Regions from separate parts of the Gossypium hirsutum genome. Here region 1 is linked to region 2. The links are chromatin contacts, called in public Hi-C maps. All regions are on one chromosome and are shown on one strand. Each heading gives the region's core, a stretch centred on a gene start, on an enhancer-like site or on the middle of the called end of the contact. The rest is flanking DNA. Distances are from core to core; before and after follow the strand shown.

Region 1 (5,744 bases), core at 3,010-5,509, 130 kb before region 2:
CAATATCTGGTTTTCCAATTATACAAAACAATGGGCTGTAATCATATTTCAATCATCATTTTTCTAGTTCCTTTTAGATGATAACGATTGATTAATGATTTGTATTATTGTAAATTAAGAAAACTTAAAATGTCACAGGCTCAATGACTCGGTCAGCATGACTCAACCATACCCCACGAGTCCAATTACCCAATCGGAGTCGATTGCATTTGGCAACAAAATAAGTCGACCACCATCCATTGATAACGACTGAAGAAGACTTGGCTCACGGGATTGGGTCTCCAAGAGATCATCTATTGGAAAATATGAACCGTATATAATAATCCAAATCTTTTTAGAAAGACTTCATTAAAAGCTTGGAATTTTCTTGAGAATTAAATAAAAAGAACCAAAACCAATTTATTTATTTTTAAGTAGTTCTCGATGTTAAAATATGTTAACTCTTTTTGACAAAATGTTTAAAATTATCCATAACCTCTCCCCAAGTCATAAATAGGAGAATAATACATATCAGTGCACTTGAACCCACATCTTCTTGCATTGACAACAATTCCATATAAATCGAACTATTAAATTAAAAAGTGTCGCAACAGATAGAGGAGGATTTATTCAATCAAATTAGTTCGGGCTTTTAGGATATGGCACTCTTAGGGTTTTCTATTTGATTGTATCGAAAGACCCAATGAGCTTCAAGAGAAAGATTCAACGTTTTTGCAGAGTGGAACCATGCAGTATCAGGCACGAGATAGATCTTTAGGAATATTTTTTTTAAAAATTTTTAAAGAATCTATTTTTTCTTTTTTTATATAGTCACAAATATCTTCATCGGTTTTATAGTCCGAGTGTAGTTCTGTTTAAGCCAAGGGTGATATTCAAGTAAAACCTTCTTAACAATGACGATTTCGAGATTCAAACTTAATTTAAATACCTATAAAATAGTACAATCTTATTTATTATTAATTGAACGAATAAATAAGAAAAAAAAAAGTAGGAAGTGTTTAGCCACACAACAAAAGTCATGAAATTTATTTATAAAGGAAAAAAAGTGTGCACATGTCTTACTTGCATGGAGAGGTGTGGATGAACTTTTTATTAGGATCCTAATTTTCTTATTTCTAAATATGATCACTTTTAGGAGATAATTATAGTTGCCCATAACAAATAATGCTTTAATTATCCTATATTAATAAAAAAGATACATGTTTTCATAAAGAATCTGATTGAAGAATGATATATATGAGTTTGCTAATCACACAATATTTGTAATATGTATACATATTTTATACACACTTGTTCTGTTATTGACTGGTGGTTGATCTAATAAAAGATTTAGGGTCAAAACTCTAAACTATGTATATATAATATTTTATGTAGTATATTATTATAATATTAAATTAGGGTAAACGACATTGATAGTCATTCATTTATGGGTTTAAAAGTTACAAAATTATTATTCAATTATTTAATTTTGTGTTTTTATTATTATCCAACCATCTTGAATTTCTGCGTGTTTTCATTTTTATATTAACCAGTTGGTGATAAATAAAATAAAATAAAATAGTTAGGTGAGAGAGAGAGAGAGGAGGGGGGAACCTTGTTTTAGGCTAGTGTTCACGTGAATGTTTGTGAGGCTAACAAAGTAACAAACATTCACGTAGAGAGGCTCGGCTCACACCTCTCTCAAGGGTCACCACCCCCCATGGTGCTGCTTTCGGGGTTTTTATATTTTTCAATTGTTTTTGTGCAACTTGCATGGTGATGAGGAGGCCTTGACTTGACCCCTAATATGCTATGTTTATCTACACATCATTATTGTTATTGTTATTTCCAACCCTAATGCCCTAACCCGCCCATTATGAGCCCCTATAGTGCCATGCACGCACGTTGAGGCATTACTTCATCCAATACATACATACATACATAAATTATTTTTATATATCTAATAAAGTACTCACTATAAACTGTTTTAATCTGTTTCAGTAGACAAAGTCAAGATATTTATATTTAGAATAGGATTAAAAAAAAACTTTTCAGTACAAAAAAATATACTAAAGCTTTGATTCAGTTGGTGTTACTCATTAACCGAGCCTCAACTTAATTGTAAAATTACTAAACATATATTATTTGGGTGTATATATATCTTTTTGATTTTGATAAATCTATAAAAATAAATGAGAATTTCAACTTTACCATTCAAAAAATATTTGATTCTCATGTCAATTTTATAAATTTAATATACAAATTTTCACTTACGAGTGTGTCATATTTTAATAAAAAAATACAAAGAGGAATAAAATGCCGAAACTCTAAGAAAATGAACGAAGAACGTGGAGGGCAACCCTATTGATTATTTATAGACGGGGCAACTATCACACACGAATGCTTGGGCGGCGGTCAACCGTTACCGTTGTGTTTTTACTCTCAGTTTTGGGCCCGATGGAGTTGGGTGGGCGCCTCTTGTATTTTCTTTTTGCTACATTATGTATGCTGATGCTTAAAAAATATACATATTTTATTTCCTTCACACTTTCGCTCTATTTTTATATAAAAAATTAGGATGAGTAATTAGTATACAAGTGTTTTATAGGGGTATGGTAAAATATTAAAAAAGAAAGAGACACATGTCAAAATTTTAAAATTGCTTGTGAAATAAAAAAAGAAAAACACTTTCAGTGAACCAAATACTCTCCCTTTTACTATACTCTTATAGGACACTCCTAACTCTGGTAGTGAAGTCTAAAAACTCTACTGGCAACATATCGAATATTTTCCCAAAAGATTATTGTAAGTCAGAAAGAAAGAAAAAACGATAGTAGGTATTGATATTTAGACCTATTCGAGAATATTAAGTTTGAAAAATGGATTTGGATAAAAACATTAGGCCCGCTTAAAATATGAATTTAGTTCGAATCTAATATCCAAAGCTCGATAGCGTAGCCAGTTTTGAACTTTATAATACGTAAAATTTATTTTGTATATTATATAATGTAGGGTTAGTATTTGGTACACTAGTAATGTACGTGTACTTTTTTTAATTCCAAAAGCAACATAAAAAGTTTATCATTTGTCTCTTTTTCTTAAATATTTTTTAATATTTTACTATACCCCATAAGATATTTGTCAACCCCAAACCCTACTTGAATCTAAAAACTCTACTGGTAGTGCAGTAAACACTTTCCTTGTATACATGAATTAAGTATAGTAATGTAAATGTCTTTAGAAATTTAACAAAAGAAATATATAAATATAATAATTACTAAATATTAAATAAAATAATATGAATAAATCATTTATAATATAAATAGATTTAGGGTGGGTTTGGATGGACGATGCGTTTACGATTAGTGTAAAAATAGTGGTGATAGTGAGATTAGATACTGTAACGATACTGTAACGTGAGACAAAAAGTAAACTAAACGCACTGCACCGCACTCAATCATCCATCCAAACCCAATCATAAAAGTAAAATTTAAATTCACAATAAATTATCTCATATATAATTGAGACTTGCAAATTAAAATTTTATTTTATTCAAACATCAGTAGAAGTCATGCCGGATGAATAGTCGAAGCCTGAATCATTTGTAGTGGGATTTGATCCAACTTGTCTCCATTACTATATTTTAGGAGACTGGGATATTTTACCTTTCACCTCATTTTTCAAACTTTTTCTCTCCTTCCATTGCTCCAATGTCAATTTATCTTTTTTTTTTGTTTTCTGAATTCATGTGTTTTTATTTACCCTATGGTTCTATTTTGGACTCATTTCAACTCACCTCGTCTAATCCTAGTTATCAACAAAAAAAAAAGTTAGAGAATTACTGTTTTCAACATTGTTTGTAAAATCAAATTTTTTGGTAAATTATATCTAAAGTTATTATATTATTAGTAAGTTTATGTTTTAGTCACTTAACTTTAAAAAGTTACAAAATGGTTACTAAATTATTCGAAAGGCTTAAATAAAAAAAAAGAGCTTAATAGCCAGTGACTTAAATAAAAACTTTCGAATAGTTCAATGACTTAAATGAAAACTTTGAATAGTTTGGTGACCATTTTGTAACTTTTTGAAGTCAAGTGACCAAAATGTAAATCTACGGGTAGTTTAGTGATCTTGACTGTAGTTTACCCATATATTTATTAAATTGAATTTATTAATAAAAATAAAGAGTGAAGACAAAATTACCATTGTTGAACAATTGCACACTTGGGGCACACATGTTCTTCGGCTATTATAAATATGCATGCCCACTAAATTAATGTAAGCCTGTGCCTTTATTCACACACCCTTTCTTCAAGCTATCAAATCACCTGTTTCCTTAGCTTAATTTCCTTTTTATCGTAATTTCTTCATAAATCACCATTTTTGAAAACCCTTTTTTATTTTAAGTTCCCAAAGATGGGTGGAAATTCACCATGCGCTTCCTGCAAGTTGCTTCGTCGCCGCTGTGCTAAGGACTGTATCTTTGCCCCGTACTTCCCTTCCGATGATCCTCACAAGTTTGCCATTGTTCACAAGGTTTTTGGTGCTAGCAATGTCAGCAAAATGCTTCAGGTTCATCCTATATCACCTACATATCATTATCACCAGATTTTATATATCTTTGTTGTTTAAATATATGTATCTATGTATATAAGCAGGAGCTGCCAGTGCAGCAAAGGGCGGATGCAGTGAGCAGTTTGGTGTATGAAGCGAACGCAAGGGTGAGAGATCCAGTTTATGGATGTGTAGGGGCCATATCTTTCTTGCAGAACCAGGTTTCTGAGCTTCAAATGCAGCTCGCTGTGGCTCAAGCTGAGATACTTTGCATCCAGATGCAACACCAAGTCCAAGACCCCATGCTTCAACAGCTTCCCAACCCCACTCCAACCACCGTACACGGCGGTGCCACCGCCTCTCAGTTGTTAGACGACCAACTCCACTATGACAAACCCTTTCTCCTCCACAATCATCATCAGTTCATTAATTCTACTACCAATGTAATTCATGATCAATATTCTGTCAAGAGAGAGACCATCTTTGGAGACATGGTTTCTTAATAATAAACTCTCCTTTTCTTTTCTTTTTCTTGTCTCTCCCTCAAATGGTTCTTTTTTGGGTTGGATCCTGGTAGGCTCTTAACTCTGAGTCTAAAAATATTAAATTTTATAAATTTATTAATTAATTTTCTTTCCTGGATTTTTCTAGCCGAAAAGTGGAACCTCATTTCTTCATGTTTGTTCGGGGTTTTTAAGTATTAAAATGACATGTAAAGACAGAGAGTATAGACAAGAGTATGTGCTAAGACAACAAATAAAAGACTTAAAAAAGAGGAAGTTGATAAGGTCAACTCTAGCATGTGAGAAGTGAAGTAAAACTAGGGTTTTCTTTCCATCTCTTTTATTATAAAAATTTTAATACTAATAACATGTTTTTTATACAACTCACACCATAAAAATAAATCACTCTCCTACATACATCATAAACACATAATCTCTATGATTTAAACTTCAAACCTGAATTGTGAAATCAACATCTATATCCAATAAATTTAAACTTCAATACTAATTATATTAATATCATTGAGAAATGATTGCATGAAATTGTGATTCCACGTCATCCTTACCTCTTTTGAATAGAAGAATGACAAATTAAATTTTTCCTCCTGATATTCAGCTTTTTCCTCCTGAAAAAATTCAAATCCAACTAAAAATGCTGAATACTAGGAGAAAAAAATCTAATTTGTCATTCTCCTATTGAAAAGGGAC
Region 2 (5,716 bases), core at 2,337-4,836:
TCAAAGTATGATGATGCCATACATATTTCCATTTCTCTCCACAGCATTTCAGTTTCAGACATTTCTTCCTCCTCCTCAACTGGTGGTTCTTCTGGTTCTGTTTTCTTATTCATTTCCACGGACGTTGCTTCCTTAAACTGATTCCACCGGTCAATGATGTGCGACTCATCTTTTACGGATGTAGAATCGATGTTCTTCATATACGAATTTATAAGTTTATTGTATGCACCTGCACTCAGAGTTGTCTTTTTGTAAGTTTTCAGTTCATCAAAATCTTCCATTCGTGTTTGAGAAGACCTATAACTTTTACTCTGTGCTTTCGTTGGTTGAGGTCTTCCCTTCCACCCAGTTCCATAATCTAGATACTCTAAAGCAGGAATTTTCTTCTTCTTGTTCGCAGTGTAGCGTTTCATGTTATAATAATGCAAAGAGAGTTGTTCAATCTCTTCTGATAAATTCGTCGGAGTTCTCTGCATATGACAGTTTCCAAAGGCTGGATCACCTGTTTCCGAAGACACAGGAACAATAGCAAGAGTATTTTCATCTTTCCTTGGATTTTTCACTCTTGGTCTCCTGGGATATTTCACACCTGATCTGCTCGGATTTCCCACACTTGGTTTCCTCGGAGTCGTCACATCTGATTTTACCTCCTTTGATACATTCTTACTTTTGGACATGGTATCTCTTTTTTCAGACAGGGTAAGCTCTTCCGTTGGACTTGCATTGATGCATAACAAGTGTGATAGCGGCATGTTCATATCAGCTTCTTGTTCCTCTCCCTCTTCTCTCCAGTTGCTAGTTCTACAAGCAGCTGTAAGATGCCAGCTAGTATCTGTCCCTCCAGGATGATCGCAACCAACAAAACGCTCAGGTTGTACAAACCTGCGTTTAGAGCGTCGCAAGTTCATAGCATCATAAACTGGCCATTGATTGGTTTCATCAACACTATAAACTGCGGCAGCTTCATTATTTCCAAGGGGGTCAAATTGGACCACATTGGATACCGAAATACCATTATCCGATTTGATATTTACAGCATGGAAATAATTATTATATTTTAAGGGACTGTCATCATCTTGATCCAGAATTTGATAGACAATCTTGTTCTGCACCGATCTCACATCAAATGCAATCTGCTTCAAAACAGATGTAACAAGCAGCCATGATATATCAGATGAGAATTTCCCCAAAAATATCTTAGTTCGTTTCAATGTCGAGCAGTCCTCTGAGAAATTCCACCTATAGTGCTGATCCTCGCATGCATTCTTTTCAAGCTTTTGGAGGATACAAATATCATTGATTCCTATTACTTCAGTCTCTTTGCTAAGAGTTCCTTTCTCAGAACCGAGAGGAGCACGGTTATCATACAAGTTTATGTAAAACTGGCACGAGCATTCAGAGTCATGAGGCTTCCTCTCAATGGAACTTATTTTAGCATCAACCCACACCTACACATAAACAGAAGCGTTAGGTCAAAACCGAATGCCGAAATCACAACTTTCCATAGGAATCATCTATGTCTAAAAAAGCTAAGTAAAGCATTAAATGATAGTTCTTTTAGCAAGAAATTAGAAGATTAAAATATTTGGATAACCACACAACCTATCAGCATTCAACTTTGCCCACAGTGAGCCTCTTATGGTTAATTTGTGAAGGGCAATTAATTTACTTCGTTGTCCGACATTATACCAGTGAGCTTGGCAAGGGATGAGAAATAGAGAATAGAGTTATGTTGGTCCGACTCTTCATTTTTCTTTAACTACTCTGGACATAGGTACGGGGATATGACCCTCCAAGGATTCCCCAAATATATACCTGTGTCAGACATAACAATGCCCGACACTGACAACAGAGTTCGAGTCATGTAGGAATTCCAAATGACAGATATCAGCAAAAGCTGCAATATTTAAATGAATTAATAAATTTTCAAATTAGGATGCTTGGATTGCTCAGTCTAAGAAAGCATAGCTTACAGGTTCCGGAGTCTCTTCATCTAGACTTTCTGTCTCCTGAGGGCGAGAAAGGATGCATATATCAATACCAGGCCTCAAAAAGCAAGTGCAATCGGGCAAAGTTGCCTTCCGAGACTTAACACGTAAATCAGAGAAGGGTTTCTTCTCAATCAGATATTGACCATCTATCAGATGCAAAGTCATGAATCCATTCTTAATTCTTATGAGTTCCACAGCTTGCCATGAGTCTTGGACGAAGACCTCGAAAGCTGATACACGAGAAATCAGCAGGGTAATACAAAACCAAAGAAATGGAGAGACATAACACTACTGTTATCCAAGTTACATGATAAACTACTAGGAAACCACACAAGCAGTCGGATTCCCATTCGAACAGACAAAATAAATACACCGAAAGTGCAGATTGTTAGGAGGTAATAATGCTTACGATATTCATCAAACGGATGCTCGGAATGATATAAATGCCTTTTCCTCATTGTGTTATATGTTCTGCAGTAAAAATGAATATATCAGAATCACATATAACTGCAAAGCTTGAAAAAAAAGCAGCAATTTTCACGTTCTGGAAATCAAATTCATGGTTATAAGGAAAAGAAGGGTAAAAAGTACATTAATTGAATATGTAATCTAACAAACATCTGTGTCCAGGTTTAAGAATGACATAAAAATTCAGTAAAACTATTAACAGTATCCAGTAAATATCCTACTTTACCTGAAAAATTGCAGGATCAATCATATATTTCCGAATAAAGAAAAAATCCTATACAATTATCACGGACAAGGAAAGGGGAGGGTAAAAAAATGCAAAAGAAAGATCAGACTTTACCATAAAAAAACAGGATATAATTTGACAGAATATGACCACCCATTTCATGCAATGATCAGCAGAGAAAAGAAAAGAAATAAAATTATAACATAGCTGAAAAAGATGAAGATCAATAAAAGAAAACCATATGATTATAATCTAAAAAACCAGAAATGAAAGGGGAAAAAGAAGTCTTTACTTAACATTTACCTGAAAACTGAATCTGGGTATTAAACAAAATCAGATTCCAGAGAGACAACCATTAACACTGAATGAAGTGAAGAAATGAGTGAGTGACTGAAACAAAGGAAGAGAAAAGGGTAGAAAAAAAGGTGAAAAGATAGACAAGGACAGTGGGGGCGAGGAGTTCTATAAATAAAATATATGTCTGAGAATCTTGGGTTTTGGGTTGATGACTTTATGTTGCAATTTGCATGACTCAAAAGTTAAGAAGTGGCCCCTGCTGTTGCAGGCAAGGGATGGCAAGTTAAGTAAATAAGAGAAACAAGAAAAGGGTAGTGATGGGAAGGTGTGTTTGTGAATGAACGGCGGTGATTGATGATCATTGGTAGTTGAGTTTTGCAGAATATAGGGGCCACCAGAAACTGCTGGATTTTGCTGATAATAAAAAATGAGATTTTTTTATTTATATATATATTTTTGAGGGTAGGTTAGAAGCACGTGTAAGATGAACAAATCAAAAAACAGCAGGGATGGAGTTTATATGGAAATCTATTTACTTCATTACCAAAAAGTTAAAGCCCCACTTTTTTCTTTTGGCTTTCACCTCTCTCTTTTGGGATTGGTTCAGTCACTCTGTTTCATTCATCACCTTGGGTTTTAAGACTTTTTAGCCATTGATACTGATTCTCAGGGAAAAAAAGAAAACTTTTGACTTTTTTTTGCTTGTTTTAGGGTGTTTTGAGGTTTAGGGTTTTATTAAACTGCAAATGATGCAGAATTGCATGCAACTGCAAGTTAACTTTTCATAGTGAATGTTATTAAGGTAAATATTATTACTAGAGAGAACTCTAATTATTATAAAATGGCATATTTAATTGGATGGTTCCTTAATTCATTTGTCACCGGACGTATGGTATCAAGAGAGCTTTATATGTATGAAAGTGAAAATGTCGGTTTGCACGAGGGGCAGCTTAAATAGCGTCTGGATGCACATGGATCTTCTTTTTGACAAAATGCTAGTCCGCGAAGGGGATCCTGATATTATCTTCTTGTAGAAGACGAACGACAAAAAGTGTCTACGGAGATGGTGTGGTGGATGGGTCAAGTCTGACAGTGATGGTGGCGAGAGACGGAAGATCGAAATGGGTCTCAATAGTCAGGGTGCTTGCCATATGCTTGTTTACCGCCAGATGCTTCTATCACCGTTTGCAACTAACAACAAATATGGGCAACGGTGAATTTGGGAGCTTTACAATTTTTTGGTATTATGATTTTTAGTCGACTAAATTTGAATTGCAATTGGAATCTATACTTTTCATTTTATGTTTTTTTTTAACTCCTAAGCTTTATATTTTATTTAACTGATTTTTATTTTTTATTTCCATTCATACAAAATTATTGTATTGCTTCAATAAAGACGTCCGTACTTCGTTTCAAAAGATAATTAGATTTTGGTAACACTTTAGATTATTGACTTCGTAAACACTATCGAAAAAACAAGCAAAATAAGAATTAAAGATTCGAAATTTATGATTAGAAGTTTCTCTGTAATAAAAAGAATAGAACAAAGCTATCCAATGAAACAGAGGATTAAACTAGTTTCCCAAATGCAGGGAAGAATTGGTATGCTACAATACCATAAAAATGATTAAGAAAAATACTAATAACAAAAAAATGGTAATGGAATCACCCTTGCTATTGGGCTTATGAATTTCATTGACTACGGCCCGATAACTGATGAACTCTCTTAACATATGGGCAAATCTGGCGGCGGCGGTTGAATGGTCTGCAATTCACCAACTCCATTGTCGACAAGGAAAGCCATTGCCAAACCCCAATTGATATGAACATCCAGGTGACAGTGCATTATCCACACTCCTATTAACAAAAATCAAAACGAATGGTTATTTCATAAACGAAAAAGTAGTAGTAATTGAAATGATGAAGAAGAGTGTTTACCTGGATTATCAGCGACGAATCTAATGACTGCCCATCCATTCACAGGCACTCCAACAGTGTTCCTCATAGGTGGATCAACAAGGTTGAATTTAGAAGTATCCTTTTTAGGATCGAAGTTCCCGAAACCTTGTGCAATGATATAGAAATCGTATCCATGAAGATGAATTGGATGATTCTCAGGTGTCACTATGCTTGTGTCTTGGAGCACAATTTGTACCCTTGAACCATACTTCAATTTGTACAACTTGGTTCCCGGAACAGGTTGAAAGAGCGATCGGCTCACGTTTCCGGTGTAGTCAAATTTCAATGGAGGGTTTGCTGGGAAATCTGTGGTGAAAACGCCAGGAATTCCTTGTTGGTGAGCTTGCAACAGAGAGAAGTTGCGCGGGAGCACGAATGAGACGTTGTTCATGCTCGCTGTGAAACGTGTACCGTTGGGTCCTTGGCAACGACGTTTCCGGAAATTGGGTGGGCAGTTGTTGAGTCCGAGGCCGATTGTGAAGAACAGGCTTTCATCTATATCGGTTGGGACTTCGGCCTTTTCTCGACTTCTAAAGCTTTGGCTGAAGGCCGTGACAGTGTTGGTGTCATTGTAGGCTGGTAAAGAAGGCATGATTGGAGTGGGTGCATTGCATTTTTTGGCAGCGCAAGACGCAGACTTGTATTCGAGAATGGCGGTGGTGGTCGTGTTGTCAAATGGTGCGTTTTGTGCGCTTTGGTAGGCTCGAGCTGCCATGTAATATCGAGATGGTGGCTGATCACCTCGGATAAGAACATCAGTGGTTTGGCCGGGGCC

What was found. Hi-C and Micro-C count contacts between places; a contact is called where the count stands out from the background.
Region 1: a Hi-C map of leaf shows a contact between it and region 2, with 2.6 times the contacts expected there. The contact joins the promoter of LOC107900222 here to the promoter of LOC107900547 in region 2. A contact is called at or near these places in 10 of 34 Hi-C or Micro-C datasets (hypocotyl, leaf and seedling).

The regions. Positions count from the first base shown.
Region 1 is chrD06:59,669,417-59,675,160 of Gossypium_hirsutum_v2.1, reverse strand. It overlaps LOC107900222 (LOB domain-containing protein 12), which reads left to right and starts at 4,259. Exons shown (of 2, transcript XM_016825913.2): 1 at 4,259-4,551; 2 at 4,638-5,175. The coding sequence starts at 4,396. The coding sequence ends at 5,036.
Region 2 is chrD06:59,536,968-59,542,683 of Gossypium_hirsutum_v2.1, reverse strand. It overlaps LOC107900547 (SNF2 domain-containing protein CLASSY 1), which reads right to left and starts at 3,586. Exons shown (of 7, transcript XM_016826174.2): 1 at 2,989-3,586; 2 at 2,401-2,462; 3 at 1,974-2,221; 4 at 1-1,448. The coding sequence starts at 2,449. It overlaps LOC107900546 (laccase-5), which reads right to left. Exons shown (of 6, transcript XM_016826173.2): 5 at 4,921-5,716; 6 at 4,470-4,839. The coding sequence ends at 4,709.